2 separate regions of the Danio rerio genome follow, and region 1 is linked to region 2. A link is a contact called in public Micro-C data. All regions are on one chromosome and are shown on one strand. The core of a region is the stretch at or near the end of the contact, and the rest is flanking DNA. Distances in the headings are between cores, read along the strand shown.

Region 1 (5,813 bases), core at 2,580-5,079, 280 kb before region 2:
TTTTAATTTTTAGTTTTTAAATGTGATTTAAATAGTCTACTTAAGAAGAATGAATTACATCAATAAAGTTCCTTTCTAAAGTATGAAACGGTACACTGTAAAAAATTGTAAATAAAAGAGTATGGCTTGTCAAGAAAATACAGTTGCAAATATGACTTCAAAACATTGTTTAAAAGGATAGTTCACCCAAAAATGAAATTTCTGCCATCATTTCTCTACCTTCACTTGTTCAAAACCTATTTGAGTTTCTTTGTTCCGGTGAACACACACAAAAAATATAGATATATATTTTGAGGAATGCTGATTGCTGGATTGCTTAGTGACCTGTTTTTCCCATTACTATGGAAGTTGATGCACTCTAGGAGCGTTCAAAGAAACCCATGAAGGTTTAAAAACACAAAAGCGAGAATAAATTATGACATAATTGTAATTTCTGGGTAAACCATCCCTTAAAATTGACGTAATACTTGCCATTTCTTTGTGGAATTTAACAGGAAATTTTAAATGAATTTTAATTTTTACACTACATCTCTGACTAGGTTAAGTTTTTAAAAAGTTTTTGCAAAATATTTTATATCTTTTTTAATAACAAATTATATGTGTTTTATTAATATTTATCAATTTATAAAGGTGTGCTGTACCAATACTATTCACAAAAATAGACTCTGACCGGTTTAATCATGGCCAGATTAATTCCCATTCATCAATGCCTTCAAGGCAGTGTGCCTGGGGCATCTATATTAAGTAATAAAGAAGGAAAATCATTATTGTATGTTTAAAATGACAATTTCAAGTTACGCTAATGTGTTCATGCCAAACAAATATTAAGATTTATGCTGATACTGTCCATAACCTCATTTTGAAACCTATGTTTCCAAACATTTGGAGGGTAGTTATATTTCTTTCTTGAAACCACAAGTGGAAGGATCACATTTGACAGTAAAAAATTGAGGGATTCCGGAGTGTGTGTGTGTGTGTGTGTGTGTGTGAGAGAGTCAAATGTGGAAAAGGAAGGTGTGTGTGTAAGTGTGTGTTTGACTGAGAATGTGTGAATGAGTAATTGTGGGAAAAAGAATCTCATCTCAATCACATGCTTCTGCTTCCCTCATTTTTCTGTATTTCTGACATAATGCTACACCTGCACACTCTGCTCTCCTCCTCGCTCTCCAACATCAACATCTCTCTATTTTTCCAGCTTTAGTGGGTTTAATAGATGATCCAAGCGGAGCAGCGCTGGGGAACTTGACGTAGCAGCGCTGAATCTGATTCCCGCTCATCTTATTTCAGTCCAAACACTCCCAATTTGGTCTGTTTATTTCCCCTCTCTGGCAACGGGACTGGAGGTAACGAGTGTGCTGTGCTTTCCTCTAACTGTTTGTGTTGAAGAATGAGTGAGAGAAAGAGAGAAAGAGAAATGGATTAGGCCAGGCATGATGTAGCCACATTCTCACCATCCCATGATCCCCTACTGTGCAAACTATAGCCAAAACAGTGATGTAAGCAATCCGAGCAGCTATGGAAGTTAGAGGGGAAACAGTCATGTTGCTAAAAAATCTGCATTCAGCAAGCTTTCTGGCTAACTAGTTGGTAAATCCAGTATGTTTATCCTCAGAACTTTTTGGATAACTTTGGATTTATACTTGCTGTGTTGTTCCAATCAATATAACTAGCAGATTCCCGACACATAAAGATGCTCAAAAAAGCCAAAGCAACAGCCAGTTTGTTGTACATGAACCTTCTGTTAGCTGGTCATTCTTATATGCGGCCACTGAGGGGCGACAAACATTTATGTTCGTAAATGGAAAACATGTCTTTGGCATTTCAGAGCAGTGTGCATTTCTGTGACGACGTTTGTTTAAGATGGGTTGGTGCTGATGTGCCTGTTGGATTATGCTGTTAATTAGTAAAATCTAGCTATCAAAGCTTATTAACCAATGTTTTTTTTTTTAGCATGCTATGATCGACACAGTACATAAGTCAAGTATTTAAAATTCATTCTTTCATTTTCTGTTCAACTTGGTCCCTTTATTAATTTGGGGTCGCTACAGTGGAATGAACCGCCAGCTTATGAAGCATATGTTTTACGCAGCAGATGCCCATCCAGCTGCATCTCATCACTGGGAAACACCCATACACTTTCATTTACACGTACACTATGGACAATTTAGCTTACCCAATTCACCTTTACCACATCTTTGAACTTGTTGGGTAAACTGGAGCACCCAGAGGAAACCCACGCAAACACGGTGTGAACATGCAAACCCCACACAGACATGCCAACTGACCCAGCCGAGGCTTGACAGCGAGATCTGGCTACTCACTGTGCCACCATGACGGCCAGAAAAAAATATAGATGCCTAAAAAAAATTACTTTACTAAAAGTATTATTTACTTCTTTTTAATTTGCCTTAATTAAAAAACACTCACACAAAAACAGATTTAATTGTATTTATTTAATTGTTAGAATCAAAAAGGTAAACTTTTAGCATGAACCTTGTTTTACACTAACTGCTAATGACGTTTAATGCTGGAGTTAAAAAGGGCAAGCAAGCGAAACAAAAATACCATGAGGCATCTAAAAGAATACATGTTGATGAATATATACTCAACATTTTATCTAAAATGTTCTACTGGATCAGGAAAGAAGCATTAATTTACAATATTTTTGATTATTTGATTCTTTCCAACACATAACCTGTTAATACGGTAATACACATATACAGACATGTCCATATTCAAGCATTTCATACAGTGGAAAAAATAGCTTACCTGTTCACAACTGGCAAGACCTAAATGATTTTTATTTACTTAATTACTGATCTGCATAGTGTTTTGTGCAAGTTTTTGAGTGAGATTTGTGAGTTTTGCTAACCACATCAAATCATTTAAATCAGTGAATCATTGAATGGAGAACAGATCATTTGAATGAGTTTACTATGAACTGTTTTTCAGCTTTTCTTAAAAATATTCAATTTAGGAAAGAAACTCGCATAGGCATGGACCAATTTGATGATGATTAAATCAAAATTTGATTTGTGATTTTTATTTTTTATTTTTATTAAATGTTAACAGTAGATTTGCTAATGTGTAGATGACTAAATCATTTGAATCAGTGAATCACTAAACTGGATCATTTGAATGAGTGAATCGTTTAGTGGAGACTCACTCTGATTTGATAATTTGTATCAAATCTTTAAGCAGAGACTTGTTGCATCTGAATCTTTAAGTGTACACTCATTCTGTCTGACTGAATCATTTGAATCAGTGACTGGACCGTTTCCCTTTAACTAGAGGCTCAATTGGATCATTCAAATTTCTTTTCAGAGTTATTTATTTGAAAAAAAAAAATACATAGAATCCTGGATCAGTCCAATTCTCAAATAAATTGTTCTGTGGTTTACAAACAAATTCATAGACCTAACTGTTTAAAATAATCTGTTCATAAATCAGACACTGCTATTCTCACCTTGGAGAAGACGATCGTTTTTTCTGTTCAAAATGATGGAGAATATGTGCAGTAACAAGTACAATGTGATGCTGCCAAGCAATGTGGAGAAGTTAAAATTCTCAAAGTGCAGATGGTTGAACAAGTACATTTAAGATTTGTTACTGTCTACCGCTGTTTATAGACATCAGTAAATCCAGTACATCAGGTACATCTAGGCCTAAACATCAGGAGAACAAACTAACTTGACTGAGTATTAAAGTGAAGGTTTAATTGAAGTCTGGGTCTGCTGTAGGAAATCTGGTAGTTGTTAGAAGGTCTATCAACTTGAGAACGTCATTTCCTTTGTAAGCACTTGCTCAGTGACCTGTTGATCAAGATTAACCTGTACGTCATCACTCTGCTATTTGGTTATGGAACAAGATGAATTATAGTTTTTATTATTCTGTAAGCGTGTACAAAGATGCATGTGCACGCTGAAAGATCACAGATCTGCTGAGGTCAAAGGCTCAACTGAGTACAGAAGTGTTATAATAAGAGATCCACGTCAGTAGGGTAAAGCAGAGGGTTAGAGGTCAGAAATAAGACATTGTTTTACACCATCTGTCTCTCGGCAGACACTTCACAGATTGTTTGCTTCTTTTTTCCCCCTGCTCTTTCTTTTTCCAGATTGGTCTCTCTCACACACACATTCTTAGAAATAATGGTTCTTTATTGGCATCCTAAAAGCTCTTCCACTAAGAACCTTTGACATTCATAAAAACTCTCAGTTCTTTGAAGATTCTTTTAATTAGATATTCAGATTTCATTCAAAATTTATTTTTAAAACGTTTCACTTGCATGTTTCTTGGAGATCCAAAATTGCTTATTCTCTCACATTACTACAAAATCTCAGTTTGGAACACTTAAAGGGATAGTTCACCCAAAAATGAAGTTTTTTTTTTCCATCAAATTTTCATTTTATTTTGTATTTTTTTAACACAGAAAAACATGCCGTAGACAATCAGCATAAAACAAAATGTGTAGATATACATATATAAATCAATATACAAGTTGTAAAATAATAGTGTTAATAATAGCGTCAGCCATGACAACAATATTGTCAGTAAAAAGGAAAAACTGAAGAATAATGACAAGGACATAATAATGCAAATAAAAATGGCAAATAAAATAAATTGGTACATATACATACATATACATATACATATATATATATATATATATATATATATATATATATATATATATATATATATATATATATATATATATATATATATACATACATACATACATATATGTATATACACATACAAACGAACACACATCAACACAGATATACATACACACACACACACACACACACACACACAAACTTATAGCCACATGCATACAAATAAATAAAACAAAATTCTAAACCAAAGAAGGCAATCAGTCAAATCTGCACTTAGTGTTAAGTAAGGTTAAAATTAAGCCAATCAAAAATGAACAATTAAATAGAAGAATGGTGATACACAGAGATAGGTATTTAAAACTGTGCTGAAAAAAGTCTACGACAATGAAAGTTATTAGAAGCCCAAACAGGGAACCTTAAATTACCATAAAAAGAGAAAGAGAGAAAATAAAAAATAAAAATTAAATAAAGATAATTAAATAATATAATAATAAAATGAAATAATGAATAAATAATAAATGAGGGGGAAAAAATGGGGGGAGGGGGGTGAGAAGCCAGAAGCCAGAAGTTCATGCTTTTTGATGTCTCATTGATTCAAGTTAGTAAATCTTTAAGTCTGTCTAGAGTTTGCGCCCAAAGTCTGATGGTGTCCTCTCTTGCACCGTGGATGCGAGCAGTGGAAATTTCCATATATACAACCCAAAAATGAAGGTTTACTCACTATTTATGATAAATCTATAAAATATAAATATATTTGACTCTTTTTCTTTTCTTAGAATGGCTTAAGTTGAAGTGCTGTAAAACATTTTTTGAAAATTTTTTAAGGTAATTATGATATGTTGCCATATGGCAATAGCATCCAATAGTGGATCTAACGTTTTTATAAGGAATTTTAATTAAAATTAATTATTTTGATGTTTGAAATGATTAAATGGGCGACGCAGTGGCCCAGTGGGAAGCACATTCGCCTCACAGCAAGAAGGTCACTAATTCGAACCTCGGCTGGGTCAGTTGGCGTTTTTGTGTGGAGTTTGCATGTTCTCCCAGTGTTCGTGTGGATTTCCCCCATGTGCTCTGGTTTCCACCACAACTCCAAAGATATGCGGTATAGGTGAATTGGGTAAGCTAAATTTCGTCAAACATATGCTGGATAAGTTGGCCGTTTATCCGGCTGTGGCGACCCCTGGTTAATAA
Region 2 (5,733 bases), core at 847-3,346:
AAAAAAATCTATACTGCCATTCCACATTAAAATAGATATTCCCATGCTTATGTAAAGTCAAAACACTCATCAGTGTGCAGATTTTGTGAGAAGCATTGCAAGTGTCTATCGTTTGCGCCCTCGTTGTGGCCTCTGTCAGCCAGTAAACTTTATCAATAACTGTGATGGCTCAGCTTTCATCAGTAGCACCATGACCGCGCCGAGATCACGAGTGTTTTATCTTTGGATAGGTGTGAATGTGCGCCTCTCGCGCGTGCAGAGATCAGAGAAATCACGACGTGTATTACAGGAATTAATCACGGTCTCGAGGTTCTTGCCTTAACGACGGGCCTTTGGTCAATCGTGCAACGATTATCAAGTAAGTGTATGTTTTCTTTTTTCCGCGCAGCCCCCTGAGAGGATGTGATCACTTAACCCTGGGGAGAGGGAAACACACCATTCATTAAGCACCGTCAAACAGTTGACTAAATATACAAATATTTTTAAGTACTGTGGAGAAGGCCTGGCAATTTATGTTTGTAGATTGATATAAAATGCATTTGCCTGTAGTAATTCCCAGGGAAGCGTATTGAAAATGTGATGTTTGAAAGGGAGAAATAATGAGGTCTGCTGATTGTGTCTGATTTAGAGTGATGCACTTTGTATAGTCAAATATATACTTTAGAATTTATTAGAAATATACATTTACATATAGCTAAGGGGAAAAATCCAAATATCGAATTTAAATGACCTTGTTTAATGCAGCATTGAAATACGTTACATTCTTTTCATTTTTCCCTCACAAAATGTAAAACAATAAAGTAGAACTAATAAATGCTTTAAAAGTCATCTCGGACAGTTGGCATTATAGGCATTGTAACAATTGATAAATTAAGCTAAATGTTTCTTATTAAAAGAAACGTTGGACATTTAAAATACGCTTTATATATATATATATATATATATATATATATATATATATATATATATATATATATATATATATATATATATATATATTCATTTTCATTAATGAGAAACGACGTTTTGTTCCCTTAATTTATATTATTCGAAAAAAATATTAAATATGTCGCTACATTGTAGTATTTTCTTAAATATCAGAATAGATTTGGTTTTATTTTTATTTTGCTAAATCTTCAAAGCATATAATGTTTACAAACACCGGTTAAGAAGAATCGAAAAAAACGAATAAATGTTAATTTTAACAACGAGCATCACTGTAAAACTGTAGAGGACCATTCAAAGCACAGACGAACCAAGACTCCGAGATCACCGACCGCAGGGCCACGCATCGTTTCAAATAATATATAGCTTTTTAGAGGTGCATTTACAAATAGTTTTAACGAATTTGTTAAAGTTTTAAACGAAAAACACTGGATGACATTAAAACGGCTTTTCTGCTTTCCACAGACTAGATAAAAAAATCTCACACATACCAATTTTAGGTTTGCTGATTAACATACAAGAAGTAAAAAACAGATTATTTAATTTCTGAAACAAGTATTTTAATGTGTTAACATCAATTTTAAGAGCTGTGGATTTCGCATCCCACCTGTTGATGACTGACCCGTTCACCATCATCAAGACTCGCACATTAGTTACTTTCTTTCTTTATGCAATCCAGTTAACCTGATTCAACGACTGCTGCAAATATTTTTACCGACATACTTTTTTTTTTTACAAATTCTGCTGGTCATAATTCAGAAGCAATTTATCGCCTGACTTTAACGTTGCATTTTAGTTGTTCACGCCTACTGCAGGAAATACACAGACATGTCTTACATTAGAAGTGAAAGCTTGTCAAAAATATTCAATAAAAAGCAGTAAAACATTTACCAGTTCTTTGTGAAGCGAGACGATCCAAAATAAGAGGATTCAGATACAGTCACTTAGTCTTCCTGCGGCGTTTCAAAATTCAGTGCAAAACTCAGCGGATCGGAGAAATGTTCGTCTTCCTCAGCATGTTCTCGCAGCAGAGACACGGGAAAACCCTGAAGTTCGCACAGCTGTGGTCCAGCGGTTGTGCGCTGTGAGTATTTGGTTACTCGGGGTAGAAACTCTCTCTCTCTTTCACTCTCTTACTCTAGCTCTGTCTTGTGGTCCCAAAGTCAAACCGCCTCTTTATTGTAACCCAACCCGCGACGTCACGCAGGCAAACCCCCAGCATGCTGAAGTGAAGTTTCCTCCACTGGTACAGCAGCGCTCGACGCTAGAGGACCCAACACAGCCTGCATGTCAGACTACTGAGCTCCACTGTAACTTTTCAAACTTTTCTGTAGGCATTAAAGTTTGCAGAACGTCTACTTTGCACGCTGATTAGAAATATATCAAGAAGGCCAAACGAGAAAATATATAATAATAATAATAACAACAACAATAATAATAATAGTAATGTTAATCGCATTTTGCATTAAATTATGTTTAGCATTAAATAATGGGTTTCTTTACTATTTATACATTATTATTATTATTATTATTATTATTATTATTATTATTATTATTATTATTAATTATGCTGTTGTATGACACAAAACAATTAATTAAAAGTATTACTATAGCAAAATAACATAAATGCATTGGATTAAAATATTCTCGTCTTTAGCTCTGCGATGAACATGAAGCAGAAAGTCGGAGAATTTTTGTTTAAAACGAGCTTCTGTGCGAGGTGGAGGCAGCAACAAATCAAGCCTCGCTTTGTATTAATTAAGGTAAATATACAACTGTCACCTTTAACTTGGGCTCTCCGCAAGAAAGAAATGAGAGACTAGTTTTTAACGTCCCAAAACCATTAGTCAATTTGTCACCCCGACCCCAGTGAAGACAGATTAAGAGCACGGGCTTCATTTTCGCCACGGAGGAAAGGTGAATTCGAGAAGTTTGAGCATTTCTCTTTGATACAAACTGAAAGGGGGTGGAAATTCTTGCTATAAACTTTTCCTCTTGGGGTCAAACACACCTAGGCTAGTGTAAACTGTGAAGGTGAAAAATTCACGTAATCTCACAGTTGTGTATATAAGAGAGAAAGAAAAGTGAGTACAATTTAAAATGAAAATAAAAAAGACAAACGATCAAATTGGCATGCGTTATTTGGTTTCAACAAGTAGTTTTACATGTACGGAGTAAATGTATACCCTTTAAGACAAAAAAAAAATATATATATATATATATATATATATATATATATATATATATATATATATATATATATATATATATATATATATATACACACACACACACACACACTCACACATCTGTTTTGAAAACAAAGAATAGGCTTCATGTTCAGTGGTTCTTTTTTAACTTGGGAAATCTGCTGTGACGTCACACCAATAAATTGCTATGAGATGCAAAATGCAGGTTCCTTCGTGAGAGACGCAGGGACACTTTCTGAGGGTTAGGACGCGGGTGCGCCTCTGTTACTCGCTCAAAACGCGCCACCTGGTGGCAAGAGGGCGTAAAATGTTAATATATTGCTACTGCAGAAGCGTTCAACTCTACTCCTGGAGAAATACTTTTGTGCAGAATTCAGCACAAGTCATGTTTTCATATAGGCTAACTTAGTACCCGTCATTTTTAAGTGAGCCATACCTTTTGTTTAGCTGGTTCAGTGTGTGTTTGCTACAAGCTGTAGGCTATGTACATTTGGCAGCCCTGATATTCTGATTCATTCTTTTGACGCGTGTTTAAAAAGTCTGATGAGTGAAAAAACTACTGTAGGCTAAGTACAAATTCAGACCATAAGGCTCTGTAATGAGAGTGTGTATTCAAGTGTGAGATGTTTGGAGGGTTTTGTTTTAAACTCAGATGTTTGATTAGAAGTCTCATACGAGGGATGGAATTGTTACTTTTTATCTGATTTCAAACACATAAACTATCGTTTTACCGATCATCTACGTAGAGACAGTAAAGTGCTGAGTGCAAGGGCCCGTGCAGTTTATTCCGGCTGAATTTGCTCTGTTGATTTTATGAGAAAATTCTGGCTGTCTGTGAGTCCATGTTGCATCACTGAGCACAGAGCAATATCCCTGACCTCAGGAAATTAATCAGCAAACCCTGCCACAGAAGCCGTGCGCCCACTCCTCGGCTGCATATAATAAAAAACAGCAGCGAGACATCATTTACATTTTTGGAGGGAAAAAGAAAACAAACTGTAAAGAATAGATTTGGTGCGAGCGCGAGTTGCGCATGTTTGAAGCGCGACTCACACACACAATGCGCTCTGCACATGCACACGAACGCACACGCGGCTGCCTGGAGATAAAAAGAACTGTTTACAGCTCACTTACATATTTCATCACGTCTATTTACATCACTTTCGCTAATCTAAACACTTCAGCCACTGAAAGTTTAACATTTCAAAGTCTGTGAAGTCAGAGAGCTGCTCTCAAATTCTGAACTACTGACGGCTGTCTAAATACAGGCCCCTGCCTGCGTCCATCACGCTTTTTAAGAGCCCGATATGCACGTCACGTTAATATATTTTTCTAAGACAAACTTAAATTGTGCTACAAGTTAAAACAGCATGGATGTCACAATTTCCATTTAAGTTCTACACAATGTTTTACTAAAGATTAATCCGCCAATCTCATGTATAAAACATAAAACTAATTTCTTCAACTTTGCACTCTATACCGCCATCTGTGGTTGAATAAAAAATAGCATTTTATTTACGGAGTAATATCGATTTTATGGGCGACGCTGTAGCGCAGTGGTTAGTGCTGTTGCCTCACAGCAAGAAGGTCACTGGTTTGAGTCTGGGTAATTTGGCATTTCTGTGTAGAGTTTGCATGTTCTCCCCACGGTCATGTAGCACTCCTCTGGGTGCTTCGGTTTCTGCCACAAGTCCAAAGACATGTGCTACAGGTGGATTGGGAAGGCTAAATTGTCCGTAGTGTATGAGTGTGTGGTTGTTTTTCCAGGGATGGGTTGCAGTTGGAAGGGCATCTGCTGTGTAAAACATATGTTGGATAAGTTGGTGGTTCATTCCGCTGTGGCAAACCCAGATTAATAAAGCGACTAAGCCAAAAAGAAAATGAATGAATGAATATTGCTTTTATGTCATATGTGAGTCGGGTTTGGCACTTTTGCTGATGAATTCTGTAGTTTGCAAATTTTATGGTTGCCTAAACCATGATTTACCAGGAGGTTTGGGGGGATTGCCCCCCTTTAATTAACACTTGTTCCCCCCTGAAAGAGATGAAAACAAGATGTATGGGTGGTCAGCTCTTTAATACTGAAAAAATAGTTCGCTTTGAACTGTATCTTAAATAGTAATGTTAATAATTAAAACAATAGATAATATAAATATACATTTGTCCATCCCTATTATGGTTCATACCAATGTGAATGCGAGAAAGAAAATTCATTCAACAGTTTGAAACAGCAGATTTGTATAGTTTGTATAGTTTGACCTACAGTAACCACTGAAATATCAGAGGATACTGCAGGTCACAATGCACTAAATATCCCTCAAAACACTGAAAGCATAAATATGTTTTATTAATAAATTAGATGTATTTTAAAATACAGTATACATAAATGACTGAAGGATGTGTTACACAAACTAACACTACCAAAACATGTGAACTCCTGATGGTTAATGTTTGCACACTGGCTTGAACTTCACATTGTAGAAGTTTGTTACAATGTATCAGAGTGCATGTATAGCAGGTGTTTATTGCAATGTATCAGATTCAACTTCTCTTAAAATACATCCAGTGTCAGGTGTTT

The links. Hi-C and Micro-C count contacts between places; a contact is called where the count stands out from the background.
Region 1: a contact with region 2 is called in a Micro-C map of caudal fin, with 7 times the contacts expected there. The contact joins the enhancer-like site here to the promoter of osr1 in region 2. A contact is called at or near these places in 2 of 18 Hi-C or Micro-C datasets (caudal fin and an unstated tissue) and 1 of 4 datasets of contacts at active chromatin or transcription factors (caudal fin).

What each region holds. Positions count from the first base shown.
Region 1 is chr13:35,833,922-35,839,734 of GRCz12tu, reverse strand. No RefSeq gene overlaps it. Among named protein-coding and RNA genes, the nearest start is that of nt5c1ba, 17 kb to the left of the region's middle. Within about 2 kb of position 3,829, at least 3 of the 62 cell types and tissues checked have an H3K27ac peak or open chromatin away from gene starts, as enhancers often do. A contact at or near this core is called in caudal fin, where this site is marked.
Region 2 is chr13:35,548,334-35,554,066 of GRCz12tu, reverse strand. osr1 (odd-skipped related transcription factor 1) reads right to left here and starts at 2,096. Exons shown (of 3, transcript NM_001006079.1): 1 at 1,837-2,096.